Regions from separate parts of the Mus musculus genome. Here region 1 is linked to region 2. A link is a contact called in public Hi-C data. All regions are on one chromosome and are shown on one strand. Each heading gives the region's core, a stretch centred on a gene start, on an enhancer-like site or on the middle of the called end of the contact. The rest is flanking DNA. Distances are from core to core; before and after follow the strand shown. Region 1 overlaps Dlg5 (discs large MAGUK scaffold protein 5). Region 2 overlaps Kcnma1 (potassium large conductance calcium-activated channel, subfamily M, alpha member 1).

Region 1 (6,708 bases), core at 2,286-4,785, 610 kb before region 2:
GTAAACCTGAAGAGGAGGCCCTTGCAGGGTAAATGGGGCTGTTTGACTTGCATGTTTGCAGGAGGGATTTGTGGGGCCTTCCCGTCCTGTGTATGACTTATCTCAGAGGAAATGAGGCCACCCCCAGTGAGAAGGGTGGGCCTGGGCCTGGGCCCCTGTCCCCTGAGAGCTGCAGACAGGTGCTTTGTCCTGTGTGTGTGAACTGTGGGGGAGGGGCTGAGGCTGGCCCTTGTTTCATTTCCTTGGTGGGAAATGGGTCATCTTAGACTCTTCTGGGGGTGTAGCAGGCATGCTGAGGAGCTCCTAGGTTTGAAAAGCAAACTCCAGGGGTTTTTGTACCATTCTTCCTTTACTGAAACAGCACACAGTCCTTGGTTAAAAGAAGAACATTCCAAAAGCCAGCGATGAAGTCGCCCCAGACTGGTTTGGTCTTATTTTGCAGAAATGACCAACTTCTACCATGTGCACATGTTCTTGTAACATTTTCCCCTATTTCATGTGTAACACACACATGAAGCCTTCTTTTCTCTCTCAAATTTGCCTTTGGTTCTTTTACTCTGCAGTGAATGTATCATGGGCCACCTTGCACTGTCTGTTGTTTTGAACATCCGGACATCTGCTCTATTTTACTGTTAATTGTATCTGACCTCCATTCTATGCGCTGACTATTTAATTTGTCAGAACTTTTGCCTTACTAAGTCAGTTGACACAGATGCATCGCTCATAGGTCACAGGGCATGTGTGAGAGTCAGAGGACAGCTTTTTTTTTTTTTTAAAGATTTATGTATTTTATGTGAGCACAATGTCACTATCTTCAGACACACCAGAAGAGGGCATCAGATCCCATTACAGATGGTTGTGAGCCACCATGTGGTTGCTGGGAATTGAACTCAGGACCTCTGGAAGAGCAGCCAGTGCTCTTAACCGCTGAGCCATCTCTCCAGCCCCAGAGGGCAGCTTTTGGGAGTTGATTCTCTCCTTCCACTGTGTGGGTTTCTGGGATTGAACTCAAATCAGGCCGTTAGGCTTCACAGCAAACATGTGCCTTTACACACTGAGCCATTTGCTGCCCCTGTATGTATGGTAAACTTTTGATTGTTATAAAATATCCGAGTCCAGTCAACATGTTTTTAAAATCAATTCTACCAGATCATTTGAGTTTCTGTTCTTTCCTCTGTGTCTAGTTTAAAAATGTTCCTTTTTGATCCATGAAAGTTGACTTTTCCCCAAGGTATCCAAGATGTTTTCCTCTTTCACTAATCTAGCTGGGAAGCTGAATATGTGTGGTATGGTATGTATACATACCTCTGTGTATATGTGTGGTATGTATGTGCATTTGTGTGTATACCTGTGTGTGTGTGTCTGTGTGCATGTGTGTATCTGTGTGCATGTGTATGTGTTGTATATGGTGTGGTATGTATCTGTATCTGTGTGTATGTGTGTGTGATGTGGGAGTGTGTGTGATGTGGTATGTATGTGTATTTGTGTGTGCCTGTTTGTGTGTCTTTGTGTGTATGTGTTTATGTATGCATGTGTGTGTGTCTCTGTATATGTGTGTGTGCATATGTATATGTATAGGTATAGGTATATGTGAGTGGGTGAATGTGAGTGTATATCTGTGTGTGTATGTATGTTAGTGTGTGTGGTGTGTGTGTGGTATGTGTGTATCTGTGTGTGTGTTGCTTGGTTTTAATTGTCAACTTGACATAACGTAGAATCATCTGGGAAGGGAGTTTGTTGAGGGATTCTCTGGAATAGCTGGCCTGTGGGTATGTCTGTAGAGGATTGTCTTGATAGTCAGTGTTCTGATGCTGTGAAGAGACATGGTGACCAAGAGAACTATTATAAAGAATAACATTTTTCAGTTATTCTTTTTTTTTTCTTTCCATTTTTTATTAGGTATTTAGCTCATTTACATTTCCAATGCTATACCAAAAGTCCCCCATACCCACCCACCCCCACTCCCCTACCCGCCCACTCCCCCTTTTTGGCCCTGGCGTTCCCCTGTTCTGGGGCATATAAAGTTTGTGTGTCCAATGGGTCTCTCTTTCCAGTGATGGCCGACTAGGCCATCTTTTGATACATATGCAGCTAGAGTCAAGAGCTCCGGGGTACTGGTTAGTTCATAATGTTGATCCACCTATAGGGTTGCAGATCCCTTTAGCTCCTTGGGTACTTTCTCTAGCTCCTCCATTGGGAGCCCTGTGATCCATCCATTAGCTGACTGTGGGCATCCACTTCTGTGTTTGCTAGGCCCCGGCTTTTCAGTTATTCTTAACTGAAACTGAAATAACTGCTTCCAGTTTTAGATGTTTAGTTCATTGTTCTCATGGCAGGCGACATGGCAACATACAGGTAGAAGTGGTGCTATAAAAGATGAGAGTTCTACATCTGGATCCAGATCCACAGACAGCAGGAGGACAATGTGACACTGGGCTTAGCTTGAGCATTTAAAACCTTAAAGCCTTCCCCCAGTGACACACTTCCTCCTATAAGGCCCCACACCTACTCCAACAGGGCCATACCCCCTAATTTCTCTCAAGTAGTGCCACTCCCTAATGACCAAGCATTCAAATATGTTAGCCTGTGGGAGCCATTCCTATTCAAGCATCCACACCTAGCCTGCTCTGGGGTGCGCCAGTCTATGCTGGGTCCTGAACTGAGACTGAAGCAAGATAGCTGAGAACAAGCAACCACAGCCCACGTGTTCTCTGGCCCTCTGCTCTTGGCTATGGATGTGGTCTTTCGTGTTTCTGCATTGACTTCCACTCTATAGTGGGCTGCAGCCTGGGATTGTGAGCCAAATAAACCCATTTCTTTCCTAAATTGCTTTTGGCCAGGGTGGGTTTTTCTTTTTTCTTTATCACAGCAACAGAAAAGTAAGTGTGTGTCTGTGTGCACTTGTGCCCTTCCACTAAGAATATAATCTTCTACTGATGAACAGAAAATGCTCTGGCCTGGCAGATAGCATCTTTTCCAGGTCTCGGGGAGTCACACGACTGCAGCTTTCCCTGGTTTCTATGAGGCTGTTGATGATAAAGTGCAGGCTTGAGTCTGAGCCCGTGTATGAGAACTTGAGAAATGCTCGGAGTCTGGGGGCCTCTTTAAGGTCTGGATGCTGTCCTGTGGGAGCCGATGCCTCCCCAAGGCTGTAGCAAGGCAGAGGCTAGGAGGTACAGGGAGGTGGAGCTGGGATTACCTCTTCACTTGGGGTTTTACACCCAGGGAACCCCACTGTGCCCTGGAGGCAACCATGGTGGAAACAGGGCAGATCTGCCCTCTCTCACCAATCTCTTGGGACCCTACCAACTCACCGCATTGTCCGAGCTGTGCTGAGCAGCATAAAGGACACTTGGGTTGGCATCAGCATTTGCCTAGGCCTGACCTGCCTTACCAGGAATGGAAGCATATCCAGACAGCCTGGGTCGTTCAGCACACTTGGCGCTAAGCTCCTCCGAGTTAGGGTGTTTGGGAAACTGGTTCTCAGTAAAAGGACGAGCTGTAGTGGCACAGAATCCAGAGTTGTCTTGTGGACTGGTGAAGATGGTGCTGCCGCCAAGCTGGCTGCCTTGAGAATGAGGGTTTCTTAATGAAAGCTGGAGAGCCTGTGTTCGTACTGCTGCCCTCTTGTGGGCAACTCGGAGTATGGCAGCTCTGCCTTTGTTTTGAGTTTTACCACCTGAGACAGAGGAGTATTGGAAAGTGAGACTTGCAAAGTTAGTCTCTTGTTGTTGTTGTTGTTGTTGTTGTTGTTGTTTGTTTTGCTTTTTCTAGACATACTTTCTCTGTGTAGCAGCCCTGGCCATAATTCACTTTGCACTACCATACCCAACTATGAAGTCAGTCTTAAATGGAGTATCTGAGGTATTTGTCCAACACAGCAAACCATTGCAGAAGCCAGACCCTCTCTAGACACAGGAACCTGGAGACTTCTGTCGGGGGTGGGGGTGGGAGTGAGGCGGCGGCAGTGTTGGCCTTCTTAGCCATGGCGCTGTCTGAGAATGTCCACATCGTCTGCTCCTGAGTATTTCAGGTGTCCTCAGTCTCCACTAGTCAGTGCTTTGTGGGAGAGGAAGAGGATATGATTCTCTGTCCATCTCAAGTTATGAATAGAAATATATATATTTAAAGGAGTTCAAGGGTTTCAGTGGGGAAAATAAAAAATGCTTTTTTTAAGTCCCAACAAGAGGATATTGTTATGATCTCAAGGTAAGAAGGAGAGGCCTTCTTAGCACAACTTCAGTACACACTGCAAAGGGCATCCTTTTGGGGTTTGCAGAGAGTGAGACACACGCCACATAGGCAGAGGATATGTGATAAACACACCCAGGAAACTAGCTCCTGGAGGGCTGCGCAGCCTGGGTGGACAGTTCTAACCCAGCATAGAATGGAGGAGAAACCAATCCAAACCTAGAAGACAAAGATAGATAATTCATAAACACAGAAAAGATGCCCAGGTTTGCTTGAAGTCAGGAATGGAAACTGAAGGACCAGGGCTGAAGAGATGGCTTAGCCGTTAAGAGCCCTGGCTCAGAGACCAGGGTTCCATTCCCAGGACCCATGTGGTGTTTCCAAGCATCTGTAATTCCAATTCTGGGGGATCCGGCCCCCTCTTCAGGTTTCCACATGTAATCTACGCATGTAGTACATTTAACATATAAGCGAGCAGAATATTCATACATATAAAATAAAAATACATCGTAAAATATTTAAATGAAGAACTACTTATTAGCTAGTGGAACTGATAATACCTTAAAAATATGAGTATTGTACAATAGCTCAGAGGTGAATGGAAACTTCGGTGTCTCATATGACACAGGCTGACTTCTAACTTGCCATGTAGCTGTGGATGACCGTGAACGCCTGACGGTCCTGCTTCTATTTCTCAAGGGCTGGGATTGCAGGCTTTGTGCTGCCAGGATAGGGGCTGCTGCTTTTCTCTCTGCCAGGCTGCTGTTCCTCTCCCCTCCCCCTCCCCCTCCCCCTTTCCCTCCCCCTCCTTCTCTCCCCTCTCCTTCCCCTCCCCCTCCCCCTCTCCCCTGTCCTCCCCTCCTTGCCCGTCCTTCCTCCTCCTAAGGACAATTTTCCTGTCAGAATGGCTCCTAGGTTTTGTGTGTGTGTCAGTGTTTGTCTGAGAGTAAAGTGTTTCCTTAACTCTCACAGTTGAGAGTTTGCTTACCTTCTACTTTGTAAATAAGTTTTGTATTTCACTGTACTAAGATTTCTTTTTGAAAGGAGTAGTTTCTGAAAAGAACAGGAAACAAAGTTAGGGGACATAGCACATGCTGTAATCCAAGAATTCAGTAAGTTGAAACAGGGAGACTGGAATATGTTTAACACCTAGGCTCTAAACAGTATAACAAATAGAGGAAAAATGAAAGACGCAGAGAGGTGGGTGGAGCTGGCTTCTGGCAGCCTTGCAGCCTTGGCTTCTGAAGGGGGTGGGGGTAGGGGACGAGGACACAGAGACAGAGATCAGTGGTCTCTGATTATATTTTCTAAAAAATGTTAAGTTCTTGTTTCTGTGGATATGTGCGTGTGGATGTGTCTGTGGGTGTCCACAGAGGCCAGAGGAGGTGCTGGATCCCCTGTAGCTGGATTTACAGACATCTGTGGTGCTGGGAACTAAACCCAGATCTTCTACAAGAGCCTCGAATGTTCTTAACCTTAGAGCCATCTCTCCAGCCCCCTGATTTTTTTTCAAAGATTTATTTATTTTTATTTTATGTGTATAAGTGTTGTGCCTACAGGGTGTCTGCCTCCCATATGTGGGTAGTGCTTGTGGAGGTGAGAAAAGGGTGTTGGGACTGGAGCTACGGACAGTTATGAATTAGCATGTGCGTGCTGGGAACTGAACCTGGTCCTCTGCCAGAGCAGCAAGTGCTCTTAGTCACAGAGCCATTTCTCCCTCTTAATTCTGACTTTTGAATCACTCCTTCCTTCTGTGTCCTGTCTGTCTCTGGAGGAAATGTCCCACTGTTCAAGGTTGTGACTGTCTGGGCTGCAAAGATGGTGTTGATAACTCAGGGCCCACACGGTGAGCAAGGTTGTTCCTGGGCTGTAGGAGCTGCAGGGGCTAAGCCAGCCTTTCCGGTTTTGTCCTGTTATTTGAGAAATAAGGAAGCAAACCCACAGAGGTGGTGAGTTACCAAGATCTTTGAGTGGTGCTCAACAGGCAACCCCTGAAAAACCCTGTCTTCTCAGGTTTGCTAGTGTTTTGTCTTGTTTTGTTTTTCCCTTCGTAAACAGCACCCCCGGGGAAGCTGAGCTCCTGTAATTCACAGTAGAATGGATTCTTGTGCTCATATTCTCTCTGTTTTTCTGGTTGGGGTTGTTTGGTTGGTTTGGTGTTTTGGTTTTTTTTTTTTTTTTTTTTTTGGTTATTGTTTTTGAGACAGAGTTTGGCTACACAGCCATGGCTGGCATATTTGTAATGTGTGTAGCTCAGTCAGCCTCAAACCTAGATCCTGCTGTAGCCTCAGCCTGCCTGAGTCCTGGGCTGACAAGCATGCTCCGCTATGCTGCTCTCCAGATGCCTGCAGTCTGCCGTACTGTTGTAATTCCGCCTTCCCTCTGAGCCTGGGACTTGGGCATGCTTCTGTAAGCCTCTATGTATACTGGGTTTTACCTAGTCTGCATCCTCTTCTCGCTGTTACTTGTACAACATTGTGTGTCTGCCCTGTAGCCTTTGCACTTGTGCCCCAGCCT
Region 2 (6,464 bases), core at 2,729-5,228:
GTCTTACTCACTAAGACATTGGCACAGCAAGAATGTGAACTGAGGTCTTTGCAGTCTCAGGGCCTAAATTTTGAATTATTACTTGAAATGTACCAATCAGTCCTAGCCCCCATAAGTGACGAGAAACAGAAATCTTGAAAAATCCATTTCAATGAGCTATGACACAGAAACCAAACAAGCATAATAAAGGCTAAGACATGAGTACAACAGGGGATCTCAGAAGGAAGGGCTCAAGCCTTGTTTCTTGGGTGTTTCACCTAACTCACGCTAGTGTAAATCCTTCTTTTAAAATCCTGCATAGCTGTGCCATTATCATGAGCATCAATTCAGATGTTCAGTCACTCGACAAACTTTAAAGCAGGTAGAATTATAATGTGTTAGTTGCTGTACTCAGCTTCAGTTTAAGGTGTGAACGCGATTTTCCTGCTGTAGAAGAGGAGTACGCAAACTCAGACTTCAAACCCAAATACTTATAGGGAAAGGGAGATAACAAGGAGATGGCTCATGGTGCTATGAAACCAGTCTCTCTAGCAAGGGAGAGAGGATGCTTCTCTTCTTAAAGTGGTTGTTGGCTGATCTTTTTCAATGTCCATTAACTACCATTCTTTCTCCATGTCCTTCTCTGTTTTAAAGGCTGGTGTGTGTGTGTGTGTGTGTGTGTGTGTGTGTGTGTGTGTGTGTGTTTATGCTTATGCTTGTGAGTGAGTACCCATGCATGCAGATAACTGTAGATGCCCTGGAGCTGGAGTTACAAGCAGATATGAGCTGCAAGATGTAGTTGCTGGGAACTGAATTCTGATCATCTGTAAGCACAGCAACAGCTCTTAACCCTTGAGCCATTTCTTCAGTCCCCATCTAACCCCTGCTTCTTTTTCTTCCTCCTTGTCAGTTATCCTTGGTACTTTCCTTTGGGAACTGGGTAGGCTGAAGCATCATTTATCTGTTCAAGACAGGTGACATCCTGGTGTCCTATGTATAGGACTTGTCTTCCTTCTTACTGTATCTGCTGTCCAGAATCTATTACCAAACCTGTAATGTGGTACCTGCTGGCAGTGCCAATCACCACACATCATATCACCTCACATATAATTAAACCAACAAGCATTTGTATTAGGATGAGTAAACATTTTTGATGAATTTGAAGACAGGGTCAAACACCTTTCCTACCCCCCAAATGTTACGAGCAAAGGACTCATTATCTGAGGACCTCTTGTTCCTGGTTTAACAAAATAGCTTTGTGTTTGTTTTATCTAATTGCAGTTCTCCTTATTCAAGGACAGGCACTTCTCATCTGGCAGGAAGAGCAAAAGCTTGGCTCCACCAGCCTCCTAGAAGTCTTATTGAAGATACAGGAGGCATTAGTCCTCTGGTGCATTGACCTGCCCAGGGGGAGCCCCCTCTTCCCGCAGCCCAGGCTGTTCCCAGTCCCTCACTTCAGCTCTGTTGCATGGTCCACACCTCTGCATCTGTTAAGCCATTCTGCCATCTAGTGAGGGAAAGCAGGAGTGTCGTCCTGAGAAGCCTGTGTCCTTTGAATCCTGACTGACAAACCTCAGATGAAACTTTAACTTTTAGAGGGCAACTCAGGAGAGTCCCCAGCCTACAAGAATCCCTCCAAAAAAAGAATAGAGTAAAAGACAGATAGCATGTACATAGCTGGGGTTCTGAAAGTTGGCCCTTATGCTCCTGCTGAGCACAGACTGGCACCCCAACCACCCACCCCCATCTCTGTCTAAACTGACACACAAGGGCAAGTATTTTAGACTGATTCCAGATTAAAGATTGCACTTGATTTTACTAAAATAGATCACTCTTGTCCAGGTTTGTTCAGATTTAAGTCTTCCTTCTGTCTCTTGACAGAAATGGTTTGGAGCCTGAAAGAAATACTGTGGTGAGCTAGGATGTACTAGGATGGAGCTGTAGTCTTTTAGGTGCTGTTATTTCAGGTATTCTTGCTGGGAGCTGTGTTAGTGTGCAATTATTATTGACTACCATTTGGCTAGGTCCCAAAGGTCTCCTTTGTGGAAGATAATGGTACTTTTCATAGATAAGCTAACGGCTGCATAATACAAGGCAAAAAAAAAAAAAGTTGTGAATATTCTTAACCTGAGTTGTCACCGTTCCTATCAACTTGTTTATAGGAGAAAGAAAACCTCTTTCTGCTGCTTTGCTCATTGTCTCTCTCTTTCTCACATACATAGAAACACACACACATACACACACACACACACACACACACACACACACACACACATATGCACATGCATATGCACACATTTAGATGCTAGAGACCCTGGGACCTGGGGTTCAGTCCACTTTTCTTTGAAATGGTCTCTTATGAAATGAGGAGTGAGCTGGGTGTCTATCTATCCCCTGACTCCTCCTCCCCCAGCCAACAGCTTTTTAAAAGAGTGTTCTGGAGATTTAACGTGGCTCTCCCTGCTTGTGAGTCAAACTCTTTCCCCACTGAGCCATCTCCTAGACCTGACTGTTACCTACTCCCGGTGCCTGACCCCTGCATTTTGATTGGTTTCTTTGACCACCTGCTTGGTATGAAGTGAGGGAAAAGAATATATTTAAGATGAAAAAAGAAGTGGCAACAAAAAGGGTCAGAGCCATAACCCAAGAAGAACCTTCTAGATTCATCTCTGTTATATGGGATATGCGTAGCTTTCCAGGGAAATGTACTAGAGTACAGTAGTTGGCTTCCTTATTCCAGGAATCCCAGCAGGAATCCTGACATAGGTATGGTTGTCTGGGGAGCATGGTAAGGATGGCTGTAAAACCAAGAACATGCAGGAAGAAGAAAATCAAATGCCTTGTGTTTGCAAATGTACTTCATTAAGACAACTTTCCTAAGGTCTAGATAGCAAAGGAAAACATGTGCTTCCAGAAAGACATGGGTGGGAAAAGATTCCTGTACGCAGGTTTTGGGGCTCCTTATATTCCAGAATGTGTGTGTGTGTGTGTGTGTGTGTGATCAGTCACATCTGCATGGGAGGGAGAAAAAGGGCAGAGAATGCTGTTCATATGTTTGTGAATGTATTTTAAAATAGCCATCTCTGTTGAAATAGCAACTCAGAAGTGTGAGCGGAGGGGACGTCTTCCTGATGGCTAGCTCTAACAGGCTGATTGGAGAAGTCAGTGGTATCTTTCCCCAAATGCCAGGTGTTCAGCCTGGCCACCATTCATGGCAAAGATCTTGAGCGACCTTGGATTAAAGCCCCAAGGTTCATTTTGTCTGTCATCAGTACTGATTTGTGGGATGCACTGGCGTGGTCTGCCTTGCCTTGGGCAGGGTTCTCTCTGTTTTAATCACACAGCTGGGTGGTGTACTGGGACATCTAGAAGGTACTGAATGAAAGCCATTGAGTGAGCAAGGGAGTGGTAGGATAATCAGAGAGTCCATTTCCTATTCTGTAGGACAGAAATCAGCAAATGTTTCCTGTGACTTCCCAGGTAGTAAATATCTTCAACTCTGAAGACCATCCAATTACCATTACCACTTTTCAACCTTTCACTGTGGCCTGCAATCAGCTCCATCCAATATGGACTTGAATGAGCAGTGTGAAGTATATAATTATATAAAAATGTCCATAGGTGATGTTATACCATATTCAATGAATACGTACAATGACAATTAAAAATATATTCATGAACATTTAAGTTGGAAGTTTGTATAACTCCAAGGTTTAGAAATCATCCATCTGATTTTTAAAATTTATTTAAAAACATGAAGAAGTACATTCTTAGCTCTCATTCTGTGCACAAGCTGGTGATGGCCTGCCTGGATGTGCTCCCATGTCATAGTTCACCTGCCCTTCTGTAGAGGATTATATACATGGTTAGGTTAGAGACTGTATGGAGTGTTAATAAACTCATTCATCCACTCAAGGCTTTATTGAATACTTTTGGTCCCTAGGCACTGGATGTACCAACAGACTTCTGATTAGTCACCAGCCCGAGGAAGAGGTCCTTATCTTTGACAGCTCAGGCCTCAGAAGTATGAGTCACGACATTGTAGCAAATAAGAACCCCTCAGTCTAATGAATGTGCATGAAACACTTTAACAAATTAGCCATTTCTACCCAGTGCCTGCCATATGTTGCCAGCATCTTTCTGGCAGTCCTTATTTACAGACTGGAAAATCGGTGGAGATGGAGTGATTTTCCCATGACCTCTAACTCAGTCTCATGCCTAACAACTTGCTGCTGGTTCTAGCATATTGGATGCTCACTCAAGAGTTCTAGTGGGCTTTCAGATACCTCCCCTTGAAGATCAGGAAGACTTAGGGAAAAAATCTTTTCCCCCTCATTTGGCCCCATTCTTCCCATTCTCTACCTTGATCAAAACCAGCAATGAAAACAATTCCTCTCTCAGGATTATAGTCTGAAAACAGTGAATTTTTTTTGTCTTGTCTATTTCATTTCCTGAAAACAAAAATAGCCTAGGAAACTATTAAATACAACAGAAGCAAGTAAGATTGGAGCATTGGAAAGCTTTGCCTCATGTTTTTCCTGCTTGTCTGCTTTGGGCCTGCCTTACTTAATTCAATAATCTATGCAGCTTGAGCTCTGGCTAGCAATGACTTCCTCTGCCACCAACAATTTTGCAATCCTCCTGAATCCTTTAGGGGATTCCAAGGCAAATGGCCTTAAACAGGAACTTAATTGTCTGAGAGATTTTATTTGCTTATTAGAACAGTTTGGTCCACGGCATTATCTGTATGGGGAATAATTCCCTTAGCTGCATCAATTTTATAGTTTCTAGCTCATTGGATTGCAGTTTTTCCTACATAAAAGGATGCCTGGCATGGAGCCACCCAGAGTGACAATTTTGGGTGCTTTTTATCACGGCACAAAGTAATAACAACGTGAGCAGCACTGGTGTCTCTCAAGAGCTCAAGAAGAAGGCAAAGGGGAAAAGGGCAGGATTTAGAGATGTAATTTGGGATTAATAAATGATTCATCCAAAAGATCAGTATTGATCACAGCTCTATGGTTGTGTGTACTGTGAGATTGTAAGACACAGTTCAGCCAGGAATACCCTGATCTAGTTATGGATATGGGAAATCAAAGCACCACGTCTACAATGGGAATTTAACATCTGGTGAGTGAATATAACAGAGAACTGATAAAGTATTCAATAGAACACTGAAAACCAGACAGGAGAAGTTGTGCATTTAAATGCAGACATATGTTTGCTTTGGCTATAAGCCATATGTTGCTTGTGCAATACATAAAGATATCTATGCATGCACATAATAGAGTCCAGGTTGGTAGAATAGTAACTGGAAGTTGGAATCGTGTACTTGGCTTTTTCTTAGACCATGGAGTGATTGGCACAATGAGATAGTCAATATCAAACCAACCATCTATGAGACTCCAAATGAAGAAATCTTACCTGCCTTGCTCACTATGCTCTGAATGAATAGTCACCAGTAAACCAGGTGGCATTTATCTTTATAGCCCAGACTCTTCCTTTAAAGACCATGATGCAGACATGGGTCATAGAGCAGGCAGACACTGTTTCCCTCAAGTTAGCAGCACTGGTGTCTTTCAATGGAGGGACGAGGGAGGACATGACCAGATAAGGGGCCCGATAATGGGGAAAGGTTCTCAGGTTACCTAGAGCTTCCAATGAGAAGCTTAATCTAGACATTTGTGCTTATGTGTAGGGAGGTAGGTAATAGAGCTGTAGTGTTTCTGCCAAGAGCTATACCTGGTTATATTCAGTGGATGAAAGCATCATGTGGAGAGTAGACAATACTGATAACTAGACTCATAAGTGAGAGCCTGGGGGTCAGCTCCCTTCATGTGTAGTTCCCGGTGAAAGTGAATGCAGTCCTAAATTATCGGTTGTTGAGTCTCCTGCTTGGATCTCTTCGAATTGTTAATTTGAAAGAAGGCTTGGTGCCAAGCTGAAGTGGCCTTGATAACCAATAGAAATCAGGGGTCATTAGGACTGCTTGAGTCTACTTAGGAACATTTATAAAGCACAAAGCATCCACACAGACGCTCCATCTAGAAAATCTTTTAGGAAAACCATTATAGTTTGATTGGCGTTTTGAAGTGGGTGTCATTGTTCCTTTGATTTGGCAAATATGGACAAGGATGTTTTAAGAGGTGATTAGAACAGGAAAGTATACAACTAGTAAATAGCATTACCAAGTCTATCACTGAAGGCCTGATAAACTGGTGACCTTCTTAATATGCCACAAGAGCTAGAAGATAGCCCTGCTCTGCCAGTAAGAACTAAGCATATCTTCTAGCGCTTCTAGTGGAATGAGTTATTATCTGCTTTTTTGGCCACAGGAATTACATATTTTAAGTTGAGGATGTATTAATGTACCTGTGGATGTGGGGACTTCTGGGAGAGGTAGAGTTTAATTGAGCCTTAAAGCATGGGTAAAGAAATGGAGGGGCAAAGGGGGACATGGCAAGATAAGAGAAAAATTATACATG

Evidence for each region. Hi-C and Micro-C count contacts between places; a contact is called where the count stands out from the background.
Region 1: a Hi-C map of the N1E-115 cell line shows a contact between it and region 2, with 4 times the contacts expected there. The contact joins two enhancer-like sites. A contact is called at or near these places in 8 of 484 Hi-C or Micro-C datasets (the N1E-115 cell line, adipose-derived mesenchymal stem cells, cerebellar granule neurons and 4 more) and 1 of 9 other capture datasets (embryonic stem cells).

Annotation. Positions count from the first base shown.
Region 1 is chr14:24,179,053-24,185,760 of GRCm38.p6, reverse strand. The region is part of intron 5 of Dlg5 (discs large MAGUK scaffold protein 5); the gene reads left to right. Among named protein-coding and RNA genes, the nearest start is that of Gm52143, 29 kb to the left of the region's middle. Within about 2 kb of position 3,535, at least 58 of the 459 cell types and tissues checked have an H3K27ac peak or open chromatin away from gene starts, as enhancers often do. A contact at or near this core is called in the N1E-115 cell line, where this site is marked.
Region 2 is chr14:23,571,120-23,577,583 of GRCm38.p6, reverse strand. All of the region lies in intron 5 of Kcnma1 (potassium large conductance calcium-activated channel, subfamily M, alpha member 1), which reads left to right. Among named protein-coding and RNA genes, the nearest start is that of 5430425E15Rik, 64 kb to the right of the region's middle. Within about 2 kb of position 3,978, at least 7 of the 459 cell types and tissues checked have an H3K27ac peak or open chromatin away from gene starts, as enhancers often do. A contact at or near this core is called in the N1E-115 cell line, where this site is marked.